2 separate regions of the Zea mays genome follow, and region 1 is linked to region 2. The links are chromatin contacts, called in public Hi-C maps. All regions are on one chromosome and are shown on one strand. Each heading gives the region's core, a stretch centred on a gene start, on an enhancer-like site or on the middle of the called end of the contact. The rest is flanking DNA. Distances are from core to core; before and after follow the strand shown.

Region 1 (3,597 bases), core at 813-3,312, 290 kb after region 2:
AGCCGTCGTGTTGTCAATGGGGCTCGGTATATGCGGCTCGCTCTGCCAAGCTTGGGTTTGCCCCTTGGGGAGGAGTGCGGTGCATTTAGGAAACCTAACGGGTGGCTACATCCCCAGAGAATCTTTGTAAAGGCTACGTAGTGATGCCCTGCTGGGTCACCTTGGTAGTGATCAATGGAGAGTCATGATCTCCGGGCAGAAAGGGAATCACGACTTGTGGGTAAAGTGCACAACCTCTGCAGAGTGTTTGAAAACTGATATATCAGCCGTGCTCGCGGTTATGAGCGGCCAAGGGAGCTCCAGTGATTAGTGATACTTGATTAGAGACATTTTGGTTTACATGTGGCAATGAGATTGATGGTTCTGGTTATGACTATGGTGCTGGTAAGTGGTATTCTTTCCGTTCGGAAAGGGTGCATCGGGCTAATAACTTGGGTTAATGTTAAAACCTGGCTTTCTACTAGTAAATAATAATCTGACCAACTAAAAGCAACTGCTTGACTTACCCCCACATAAAGCTAGTCCACTACAGCCAAACATGATACTTGCTGAGTATGTTGATGTGTACTCACCCTTGCTATACACACCAAACCCCCCATCCCCAGGTTGTCAGCATTGCAACCACTGCTCAGGAGAAGATGAAGCCGTGGAAGGAGACTTCTAGGAGTTCCAAGACTACGACGAGTTCTAGGCGTGCCTGTGAAGGCCGCGTTTATCTACGTTTCTTTTCCGCACTTTGATTTATTGTAAAGACTATGTGGATGTCTCAGATATATGATGTAATCGACTATTTCCCTTTTTAATACTATTTGAGCACTGTGTGATGATGTCCATGGTATGTAACTGCTGTGTACGTGAATTGCTGATCCTAACACGTACATGGTTCGCATTCGGTTTGCCTTCTAAAACCGGGTGTGACATCCGCTCATATGTATCCCACCGCCTCCACCGCTGCCGCTAGAGCATATCCCGCCACCACCGACGCTTCCCGCCATCAGAAACAACAAAGCTGCGCACGGGGGCCAGAAATAGCGCGCGAAACAGCGTGCGCTAGGGCGATTGGGGAAGGATTTGACTTGCAAAAATATGCGGGAGGGAGAGTCACATATTACTGGGAAGAAGATGAACAAGCTGTTGGAGGACATAAAAACGCCTCCTGCCATGATAAATGCTTCCGAGGTCCTTTTATGCTTTCTGTTGGATGTGCTCTTACAACAATTTTCCCTACACTATCCTCCTATACCACACTACAACCATAAAACATCATTTTTCATACCTATTTAACATTTATTAATAATTTTTCTCAAATAACAAACACTGTAGAGCAACAATATCGAGGGAAAATGGGATGGTTGACGTTCCCCCACATCCGGTGTGCCCTTGCGTTTGCGTCCAAGCCGGCATGAGAGATCGTAGGGGTCACCGGTTTAGCGCAAGGGAGCTCCCAAACATCTACATTGATAGGGGATTGCTGCGTTAAAGAGAATCTTAGAGGGAGCTTAGGGAGAGATGGAGCTAACTTGATTCCACAACAATACATATGGATATTGCACTAGATCCATTTAGCTTATTTTCAACAGCTTATTCATCATCTATACCTATATTTAAACTCCACTCAACGAACAATGCAGTCTACAATGTAAAAAAATATAAACAAATATTCTGGGTGACTATATAGGTGAACTAGACACGGTCGTAGACGGGTTCTAAATGGGTGATTTGGCACTATAATAACACAATATAATAATTTTGAAGATTTAAACTGTTGGTCAGAGTTGAATGATATAATAGAACAAGTTATTTTCAAACAACTGATTTACTAATTTATGGACATGAATGACATAGTTAAACATGTTTGGGAACCGCTAAATTTTGCAAAAATGTTTATATTGAAGAGAGAGATTTTTTCTTGTTCGAAGCTAACATTTTTCGTTTGGACACCAAGACCGTGGACCTTTGTAGTGCGCACAGACAAACAAGGTTCGTAAAAGCCCACCAAGGCCCATGGAATCAGACCACCGCAGCCTATAAACCACCTTCCGTCGCCAGCTCCTAGAAACCCCTCCTGCCCAAAAACCCTAGCAGCCACTAGGGTTTCTCCGCTCCCACCCGGCCTCCTCCCTCTCTCCTCCGATGGGCAAGTCAAGCAAGAAGGCGGCCGCCGTGGCTGCGGCGCCAGCGGCGGTGCCCAAGGGGAAGAAACGGGAGGCGGAGGAAGAGATCGAGAAGGCCGTGAGCGCGAAGAAGCAGAAGGCGGCGCCACCGGCGAAGGCCGTGCCGACGTCCAAGAAGGACGCCAAGAAGTCCAAGAAGCAGCCTCCCCCCAAGAAGGCTGAGAGCAGCAGCAGTGACTCTGAAGAGGACTCCGAGTCCGAAGAGGAGGTATGCGATGATGCTTCTTCTTGTTTCTCTTGTACCTATGGCGGGTTTTTTGAATGGGATTTTTTTATTTGTAGAATTTTTATGATTTGATTGAGTTGGGGAGGGTAGACAGAAATAGCTGATGCAGTAGATGATCTAGTCCCCTGCATAATCTGAGTCTGAGTATGGCTTATAACGGTGATGATTTTTTATCTATCGAAGTTTCTTCTTGAACATAGTTAACTTCTGTTTCTACAGGTTAAGAAGGTACAGCCAAAGAAGGCGCCTGCTCCCAAGATTGCTAAACAAGAGTCCAGTGATGATGACACCAGCGATGAGACCTCTGAATCTGATGAGGTATGCTATCATTTTTGGGTTTTAATGCTGAAAAAAATCAGCAGCAAGCAAATTGAATTGTTAATGTAGTGTTCAGAGTTCTTAGATGCTAATTCATCTTCTCATTAAGGAACCTGCAAAGAAGCCTGCTGCTAAACCCTTGGCTGCAGTTGCGAAAAATGGTTCGAAGACAGTCAAGCAAGAGAGCAGCAGCGATGAGGACAGTTCTGAAGATGAGTCGGATGACGACAGTGATGATGTGAGTTGAAGTTTCCTGTTTGTCTTATGTCTTGTGCACAGTTAATTTCATTTACCACCATGGCAGCACATACTAATGGTTTAGTTGTCATTACCCTAGGAATTTTGTAGCCAACCAATTGATTATTTCAATGTACTTCTCAGATGTTGAGCTACCAACCCATGTTTTTTTTGATTCAGGAACCTGCAAAGAAGGCTGCTGCTAAACCCTTGGGTGCCGTTGCTAAAAATGGTTTGAAGAAAGGCAAGCAAGAAAGCAGCAGCGATGGGAGCAGTTCTGATGATGAGTCAGACGATGATGTTGTGAGTGGAACATTCATGTTTGTTTGCCTTTAATTCCATTTTACTGTAAGATTAATGATACCATTTTCATTGGTTTTCTGATTCAATGCCATTTGTAACCTAACATCCAGATATGTGTTCACTGATTTATCATCACATTCACCCTGACCTGTATTATGTTGTGTGTGCCCTGAGATGCTTTTATTTAGCTTAGCCACTAGATGGTATAATTCCTCTTCTGTATGCATTTTTCAGAAACCTGCTGCCCCACTAAAGAAAACATCTGTGGCTGTTGCACAAAAGAAAAAGGGAGATTCTTCTGAGAGTGACTCTGATGATGACTCAGATGAGGTGTGTGCA
Region 2 (4,017 bases), core at 1,103-3,602:
GACTCATACTGCACCGTGGTTGGACTGCGGGTTTATTCATGTAAACTGCAGGGTCTCTTTAGCAAAATGTACCTACAAAGCGGTACACGACGATCTCGGCCGCACGATTAAGGTTCTGTGGCCCAGATTAGATCTGAGCCCCGGTAGGCACACGAGCCACAGGATCTACGATCTACGGCTCAAAATCAATCACTGAACCGGTATGCAGCTTCGACCACACGATCTCCATCCAACCGCCCAAGTTACATCTCGCCCGAATAGTACACACATCCAAACCTGGCCTCTGGCTTCTAAATCGATGGCTCACTAGTCATCTTCCCCAGCTCGACACTAGGGCACGCCCGACAGCGCTCCTAGCGGCGGACACGCCATGCCGTGCCACTGCTCCCTACGAAACTAACTGGTTGCACCCAGGTCCCGAGTCCGCGCCCAACCTTGCCTCCATGGATTGCCCACAACGTCCCGTCAGTGACTAGAATACCATGGAGGAGAAAGTAGGGCTCACTAGAGACCAACGCCGAGACGGGTTGTCCGCCACCGAGGTTGATGCCGACCCGGCTTGACCCGCTTCGTGGCGCCGCGACAAACCACCGGAGATCACCCGGCACTGCGCCTGAGCCCCATATTACGCCCAGTACGCTGACCGGCCGTAGTGCACACTTCTTCCCCCCACTTCTCTCTCTCGACCTGTGGCGGCACTAGGTTTTTAGGGACGGGATTGGGCACACGAGCATCCGCGCCGATTATATACGAGCTCCCCATGGCGGCCGCATCGCGGGGAGGTTGTTAAGCAGTCCGCCAACGTCCGAATTGCGCGCTACGATTAGTAAGTTGTTTAGGATGAAATATGGTGGCCACGCTTGTCCCCGACGGGTGGGCCCCAAACATCAGCGCCTTCACCAGCCGGCCCATGGTGGGCGACCTGGTAAGCGCCAGCTGCAGTCCACCCCACATGGTGGTGGCTCAGCGTGGAGTGAGGCTGGCACGGCGGCCCACATGTCGGTCCCTTACGGACGGCACACAGCCGAAATGGACAGCTGGACAAAATCGGTGATGGTCGGCCCAGTTTGCACAGTTTCCTTTCCTATTTTTATTCTATTTCAAATTCCCTTCCTTTTTATTCAAATTCCAATATTTGGACTTCAATTTTGAGTTGTGGCTTCATCACAAAAATTAAGTGCACAAATTTTACACTTTATCAGTATGAATCAGTATTTTTAATTTAAGTAAATATATATATATATATTCTATTTATTTTTGCTTAGCACTTCCTTATTCCTTTTTCCTTTCTTTCCTCTCCTAATTCCATTTTCAAATTCTTAGTTTTAAATTTAACTTGTCTCATAATTTACAGTACAAATGCAACGTTACAAGAACTTCGGCAAGATGCACATTTTATTTTAAACATATCTCCTAATAATTCTTATAAAGGAGGAGGTAGTACAAGTGAATTTTATTTCTCTTTCTTATATTCCAAAGTTGGGTATTACAAAGGTCCCACGAGCCACAACCTGGCCGGCGACGACGATGCACGCGCGTGGTAGTTCTTTATCATTTTCTCAACTTCTCAATAGATGCACCAATGACTAACATATTTAAGTTGATCGATTTGTCACTTGAACTTCTAATATGGTGCTAAATTATTATTATACCATAACATTAAATGAACTATGAACATTGGCTATTATTAAATATTAATTAGGCCAAGCCCACATTCATCCAACTATAGATGGCCAAATGAGACGTGTTTGACGGGCCGGCCCAAAGCACGACCCATTTAATAGTGCCGGGCCGGGCCCGACACGACAGCCGTGCCGTGCTTAGGCCGCAGCCTCGGCCCGCAGTGCCGGTCCGGCACGATTATATATTTTTTATTTTATAAAACATAGTATATATACATTAAGATTTTATATTTGCTATTTATAACAAATTTACTAGAGTTCTACTAGTTAGTCTTTTACATATAGCGCTTTCAGCCTTGTAGATGGAGGTTGTGGGTTCAAAACCTCATTTTGCACAGTTTTTTTGCTAGTTTTTCTGATTTAATGGAACAACATGGACAAATTAAACGGGCCGACCCAGCACGGCTACCAAGCCGGCGTGCCGTGCCTGGGCCGCGTCTGCGGCACACGGGCCGACCGGGCACAGCCCATTTATCTGTCGGGCCTAACGGGGCCGTGTCGGGCCGCCCGTTTGGGTACCTATACATCCAACAACAAGTACACAGGCTTTTTCACGTTAAGTTGGGTCTTATCAAACCCTATATGGGAAGTGCGACGTATTTGTTAAGTATATATATCCCCATGTCTTTGGTCAGATCTTTATTACACAAATGTGCGCCGCCATGTTCTCCAATCTCTTCGCCAAGTTTGACTACGGACGATCGTCTCCACCGAAGACGCCACACGATGACGGCCGCCGTAGCCACATGTCTGATCTTTCCCTAGAAAGACAGCCTCGACGGTCGTCCGTCTCCGTCCGCATGGAGGCGCCCGTGGATGATGACGACGTCACTGCGGCGCCCGTAGCCGAGGTGATGAGCACGGACCATGGCGGCCACGAGGAGTCGTCTCCACCGAAGACGCCACACGATGACGGCTGCCGTAGCCACATGTCTGATCTTTCCCTAGAAAGACAGCCTCGACAGTCGTCCGTCTCGGTCCGCATGGAGGCGCCCGTGGATGACGACGACGTCACTGCGGCGCCCGTAGCCGAGGTGATGAGCATGGACCATGGCGGCCACGAGGAGTCGCCGACGGTCCCGTGCCTCGCGTTCGCGTCCGAGCACGGGTACAGCATCTTCTCCCTAGCCTACATGCGCATGCTCGACGGCGCCGATGTGCGGCCAATGCCTCCGGTGCCCGGCCGCCGTCTCATGACATCTCCGTACGGCGGGACGGTGCTGGCCACGGACGTGTGCTACAGGCACCCGTGCTACCTCGTCAACCCCTTCACCGGCTCGCGCGCGTCGCTGCCGGACCTGCCCATCCCCTTCTCGGAGAAGGAGCCGATCGAGTGCCGCAGCGACGAGCCACGCCCGCGCTGCGCGCGCGTCACTGACGATGGGCTCGCGTGGGACTGGTCCCCGCGCGGCATCTTGGTGGCCCGTGGCGACACGGCCTTCTTCTGTGAGCACGGCGGCGAGCGGTGGACGCCGGTGCACCAGTCGCAGCTCGGCTCGCCCATGACCATCAACTACCGCGGCGGGCTCTTCTTCGTCCTCGAGCTGCACACGCTGAAAACAACGGTCATCGACGCAGGCACGCTGCAAGCCCGCGCGAAGATCCCGGCGCCGCCGGTCTTGGGCGACGTCGACGACGCCTACCTAGCGCCATCGCAAGACGACGCGATCCTCCTGGTGCACCACGCTGGAGACAGCAATGGCGTGATCTTTACCAATGCGTACCGCGCGCGGCTCAGGGGCAACCGGAGGACACCGAGGTGGAAGCCAGTGCTCGACATCGGCGACCGCGCGGTGTTCATCGACGGCGCGCACGGGTTCACAGTCACCGCCGACCCAGAGGGAGCGAAAGCGAACCGCGTGTACGTGATTCTTGCCAATCGGCTAACACACCCATGTGGACGTCTGGCCGTCGTGTTTGACGTCGGCTTCTCCGACCTTAGGAGGCCAGAGCGCATGGGGCGGCTAAAGCTAAACACCGGCGAGGTTGAGCCAATGTGGGGCCAGCCGCACTGGATCATGCCTAGGGATAGATCGGATCGTCGTCAAGGATATATCAACTAGTACAGTTTATTGTAGGTAGTTACATTAGTTTACATACTCTGGCTGTCAGGCACTATTTCTACGTAAAGTTTTTTTTGGCATTAGGGAAATATATTACGGATCTATAAGATATTTTGAGTTTTAAAAGCTACTGATAAATCTACATGTACGTTGCAATGCGAAATAAACTGTGTCTATGTTTAAATATTTTAATGTTATAAACCTACTTAAATGACAAGAGGAAATATGGAGTAGGCAGTGAGACATGGACCATCCTTTGAGGCGGTAAACGA

What was found. A called contact is a pair of places that touch in the nucleus more often than the background predicts.
Region 1: a Hi-C map of tassel shows a contact between it and region 2, with 4 times the contacts expected there. The contact joins the promoter of LOC100194303 here to the promoter of LOC100276092 in region 2. A contact is called at or near these places in 3 of 25 Hi-C or Micro-C datasets (ear, endosperm and tassel).

Annotation. Positions count from the first base shown.
Region 1 is chr4:29,671,771-29,675,367 of Zm-B73-REFERENCE-NAM-5.0, forward strand. LOC100194303 reads left to right here and starts at 2,063. Exons shown (of 16, transcript NM_001359451.1): 1 at 2,063-2,382; 2 at 2,620-2,718; 3 at 2,828-2,956; 4 at 3,136-3,258; 5 at 3,493-3,588. The coding sequence starts at 2,134.
Region 2 is chr4:29,383,148-29,387,164 of Zm-B73-REFERENCE-NAM-5.0, forward strand. It overlaps LOC100276092, which reads left to right and starts at 2,353. Exons shown (of 1, transcript NM_001149967.2): 1 at 2,353-3,930. The coding sequence starts at 2,483. The coding sequence ends at 3,745.